Linked DNA regions of Gossypium arboreum: region 1 is linked to region 2. A link is a contact called in public Hi-C data. All regions are on one chromosome and are shown on one strand. The core of a region is the stretch at or near the end of the contact, and the rest is flanking DNA. Distances in the headings are between cores, read along the strand shown. Region 1 holds the start of LOC108487313. Region 2 holds the start of LOC108487194 (40S ribosomal protein S15a-1).

What was found. Hi-C and Micro-C count contacts between places; a contact is called where the count stands out from the background.
Region 1: a Hi-C map of leaf shows a contact between it and region 2, with 5 times the contacts expected there. The contact joins the promoter of LOC108487313 here to the promoter of LOC108487194 in region 2. A contact is called at or near these places in 2 of 5 Hi-C or Micro-C datasets (both in leaf).

The regions. Positions count from the first base shown.
Region 1 is chr10:119,835,759-119,838,458 of ASM2569848v2, forward strand. It overlaps LOC108487313, which reads left to right and starts at 1,267. Exons shown (of 5, transcript XM_017791622.2): 1 at 1,267-1,920; 2 at 2,086-2,207; 3 at 2,363-2,403; 4 at 2,491-2,589. The coding sequence starts at 1,395.
Region 2 is chr10:119,660,318-119,663,017 of ASM2569848v2, forward strand. It overlaps LOC108487194 (40S ribosomal protein S15a-1), which reads right to left and starts at 1,304. Exons shown (of 4, transcript XM_017791466.2): 1 at 1,147-1,304; 2 at 62-212. The coding sequence starts at 194. It overlaps LOC108489593, which reads right to left. Exons shown (of 3, transcript XM_017794246.2): 2 at 2,280-2,391; 3 at 1,721-2,137. The coding sequence ends at 1,881.

The DNA of each region.
Region 1 (2,700 bases), core at 17-2,516, 180 kb after region 2:
TGTGTTAAGCAAATGGCCCATGTCTACACTATTAAGGATTTTTCTTTTTTTGTATTTTCTAAATCTGCTTTACAATTTTTGTTTGGGGTTATTCCTTTTAATAATATTACTTTTAAAGTTTAAATCAACGTCTCCACTTAAAATTATAACGTGTATTATGTTGCATGCAACGTTTATTAGTATTAAAACTATTTTTTAATTTCAGTGTATGTTATAATATACAAATTCAATAAATTAGTAGTAAATAGTAATATAAATAAGTAAAATATTTTCTCTTTAGATATTTGATAGTATTCGTTAAGGAGTGTCTTAAAATAATATTTGAAAATATTATAATATTTTTACAAAATACAAAATAATTAGTAATTAATAATATAAATTTAATAATATTAAATATAAGTCCAATAATATAATTTTAAAAATATTTTACATGTAATTACTTAATAAAATCATTTTTAGTATGGATATATATATGAAAAAACTATTTAGTTTTACTTACATTTATTTTATATTTAATAAAATTTAATAGTTTAAAAAAGAATGTATTAAAAATTATAACCCAAATATTTTAATTAATCAAATGCTTTATAAATGCATGAAAACTTAAATATTATAAAAAACCCAAAAAAATATTTAATTTAGTTTAAGATTTAAAAATAGCTTGGCTCACCTACCTCCAATTATAAGAAGATGAAATAAAATAATGCATTTTAGTGGGTTAACCTACCAAAATATTCTTAAATTAATTTTATAAGTTGATTTAAATAAAATAAAATTTTAATTATTAAATAAGAAGAAGAGGAGTCCAATGTCGAAAGCAAAACCATTTTCACCTACCTATTATATATAAAAAGGTGAAATAAAATAATGGGTCACATTAAGGAAACCTATCCAAATATCTTATATTTCTTAAAATGGGTAATTTACTAAAATAGTCTTGATTATATCCCACGTGTATGGTGAGAAATTGCAGTTCCACGGAAAGTCTTTAACACCAGACCTTATTGTATCATTTCCCTAACTTTCCAGCGAATGAAGTGACGCGACCCTAATATTTTGTTTGACTAAACAGGTATTTTGTTTCAGTTTTCTATAACCCAATTGATTAATTTACTTTTATACCCTTATATAAAACACCTGATTTATATTTAAATGGTTATATTTGTCATTTACTATTTTAGAAATTTGAAAATCTAAAAATTAAATATTTTATTGTTATTTTTGTGGTGGACCCAGTATCTTTTCTCCTTTTTCTCTATCTCGCCGTCAAAGTGAAAAGGCAAAAAAATCAGGAAAATTTTTATTTACATATAAATAGAGAGCTGAAATGTATGTAAATGGTGTGTAGGTTATACAGTGTATCTTAATCGGCGTTCGTTAGTATCAGTCCGGTGATGCTTGGTGTATTGTGCACACGACCTCCCAAGCCTTGGATCCTCAACTCCCTATCTCTGATCGCCCACGGTGGTTCAGCGGCTCACCATCACGAAAATCGTTTATTGCACTGGCCTTCACATTTCGCCGATTTATCTGCCGATAATCGGCGCTGCCGGCACCATTCAACGGCTTGTCGGCTTGGTGGCGGCTCAGAGGGTGGTGCAGCTTCTATATGGCATGCGATTTTGCCATGCGGAGGAGACAGAGGAGTGAAGAATAGAGGAGATGTGTGGAAGAATGTGGAGAGGAAAGGGGAAGGTTCCTGGAATGTGTCGTGGGATGCCAGACCGGCTCGGTGGCTTCGACCGGATTCTGCTTGGCTTCTGTTTGGAGTCTGCGCTTGCCTTGCGCCGATGCCGATGGATGAATTTGATGACGTTAACCTCGATGCTGATAATAAAACCGATGCTTCTTTAAATTCAGATGAAAAGAGTAGTAATCATTTGTCTTCAGTTGCTGCCGCTGATAATTTCAAGGTTACAGGTTAGTTGTAATTAATTAACTAATTTTAATTGCTGCCAATTAGTTTTTAATATAAAAAATGAATGAATTTGAATGTATATTTGATATACAGGGATTTTAGCGCAGGGCGATACTCAGTTTTCAATATTAAAAAATGAATTTGAATTTATATTTGATATGCTGCAGGGATTTTAGCGGATGGACGATGTCTGTTCAGAGCAATAGCTCATGGAGCTTGTTTGAGGTCTGGAGAAGAAGCTCCTGATGAAAACCGTCAAAGAGAACTTGCTGATGAATTGAGAGCTCAGGTAATTACGAGGAGGTTTATTTATTTATTTATTTGTTTATTTGTTTATTTTTTTAAGTATTTGATCAAGATACACTATTTTATGTATAAAATTTCGTTTCTGAATCTACAAATGGTAATAGGAGTTTTTCCCTTTTTATATGTTTAATCATGTAGGTTGTGAATGAGCTTTTGAAGAGGCGTGAAGAAACAGAATGGTAAAGCTTTGTCTTTATATTGGAATGCCATTCACTTTGATGGAATTTTTAATAAGCATAGGGCTTCATATGATATGATAACTGCAGGTATATTGAGGGAGATTTTGATGCTTATGTAAAGGAAATTCAGCAGCCTTATGTTTGGGGTGGAGAGCCTGAATTATTGATGGCTTCTCATGTTTTGAAGTGAGTTTCTATTTCTTTTAAAAATTTGACTATGAATTGTTTTGTAATGCACTTTTTGTCGGAGCTCTTCACTTCCTACCTCATTTTACTATAATCTTGCAATTAGCCTAT
Region 2 (2,700 bases), core at 54-2,553:
ATGTTAGCATATCGATGGAACAAATATAAGGGTAGAGATTAGATTGAATGTTGAAACAAACCGTGCTTCTGCATGACCAAAAGGAACTTGATGATCACTTTTGAGGATGGCCTGATCATGACCTGCCGTTTGCCCCTCTTTTCTGCATTGTACATGCTCTTCAGTGCATCATTCAAAACGCTGACCCTCACCATCCTTCTAAATACAAGCTGCTGCTGATTTTGAATCAAATGAAGCAAGTATTTATAGTTTCTTTTAGTCTTTAGAAACTCAGTAAAACAACTTGAACATATCATTCTTCTAAACATCATTTTCCTATAATAACAACAGTATTTCCAGTGATCCAATATCTTATTCAAATGAAGAACCGACAAACCATCTTCTAATCCAAACTTACACAGTGATAGAGGCAAGTGGAGGAAAATGGGCAACAACCCTAAACCAAAACGACCCAACTCAGAAATGATTTGACTAAGGGTGAGTTCGGATGGGCGGTGCGTTTAACTGCGGTTAGTATAAAAATAGTAGTGGCGGTGAGATTAAATACTGTAGCGATACTGTAGCGTGAGATAAAAAATAAACTAAACGCACCGTACCGCACCGTCGCCCCAAACTCACCCTAAGTAAACAGAAATGACCCTATCCTGAAGTGAACAGAACCCACATTGACCTCACTGGACCCAAAATCCCGAGAATCTTAAAACCCAAAACTACCTAAACCTAAAATGATCCACCCAAAATAAACCGAGAGTTTTAAAACGCGACCCAAAACCAACCCGAGCCGCATTGAAAGTTTGACGGGTCTAGTTCCAACCAATAAACCCATCTTCTAATCTAAGCTTACGTAGTATTAGAAACAAGCGAAGTAAAATAGGTTAAGGGCACCAAAAACTTTGTACCAAACGAAACAATAGATTCTTAACTTGCCCAGAGAACCCAAAATCCTTTCAGTTCCATATTATGTAAAAGGATTGAAACATTAACGACGTAAAAAAAACGAAGATAAGTAAGGTCTAAACCCTAATCGAATAGGTAAAATAGATCTTGCTATCTATATTCCATGACAGAACTGATACTCAAGAGGATAAAAAAACAGCCCCAAGATCTTAAATCATGGAAAGAAAAGAGTGTGAAAGTGTCGCTTACCTGAAACCAAAATCCGGCGGCCTCGTTTTGGTTAGTTTGAAAGAGTGCCCAATGAAAATGGCAGAGAGCTCGGCCGAGTGCTAGGTTTTCGGATTTAAATTTAATTTTCAGTTTTATGGGCTTGGGATTTACGTCGGCCTTTGATATACGAAGGCCCAAAATATAGCACTCAATTCTACTGTTTTTCTGTGTATATATAATTTTGATTTAATTTAAATTTTTAAGATTATTAATAATATTAATGATATTGATATGAAAATAATTCGAGGAAGACTTAAACATAAATACGACCTAATTTAACAATTTTTTTTAAATTTAAAATTTAAAAGAGAAATATTTATAAAATCATAAAAAATTGAACCAGTGGGTATAATTTAAACCTATTTAAAATTAATTTAATAATTAAAATATATAAAGGTATAACTCATTTATAAACTTGGCCACCAAGAAATCCGGAAGGACGTCATGATATGAAGTCAATCAATGCTAAATTAAAATCAATATTATATTTTAAGAAATTAATAATAACTTAGTTCAAACCCCAAAGAGTAAGATCATACCAGAGGGCTCAAAATTTCCTGTAATTCCTCACCTTTTTCAGATCTGGGCGAAAATTTTCTTTTTTGGGTATGATATTAAGTTATAATAATACACAATGTACATTCCAATTCAATTAAAAAAAGCTTTACATTATTACACTACTCTTGTCCTCCCGATGATGCCAAAATCAAATATTAGCTCATTACCGGCACCTCATCCACAAAAAATTCACCAACTGCACCTTCTGAGGATTCACCAATGCTAGCGGCTTCAGCAATTCTAAGTGCCATCACGGCTTTGTATGTAGCCATATCCGCATTTTGAAGTAGCATCTGTGCCTGTTGGCGTTTCAGGATGGCCGATTCAACCGCTCTGGTTGCTGCAGCTCTAGCTTCTTCGACTCTAACCATCACAATCTCTTCTTCCACCGCATCATGTTGGGCTGCCATCGCTGCACATACCACAAAACAAGAAACAAGGTTCTATTAACACTTACATATTCACACAAAACATGAAAAACCATTCACACATTAAAATCAGATCAGAGCCTGTATAGTTGAGCATGACTGCTATGGTCAGACAATATAATATACCTTGCAACAAACTCGGTAGCTTGCCTCTCCCATGGCTAGCTTGACGCTTAAATGACCTCCTTTTACGTAGAAGAGGCTGTGGAACTACGGGAGCCTTCTTGACCTGATGACCCTGTTACAATCCAACATTCATTTTGATCATATATCTACCAAAACACCAGAAAGAAGAGGTAGGAGACTGAACAGTAATGAAGGAAGGGATGCATATTTCAAATTTCAAGATATGCCAGGGAACAAAATGGTATATAGCATGATAAGTTGATGACAATACTTCGTTTCCAATCACTTAAAACGATATCTTCCCATTGCAGCCGAAAAGAAATTCCAAATTCTCAACAAATAGAAAACAGAATATAAAACAAAGTTCAGAGTAAGAATATTTAGGTGCTTTGTATTAATCCTATCTGCAATATGGTTGATT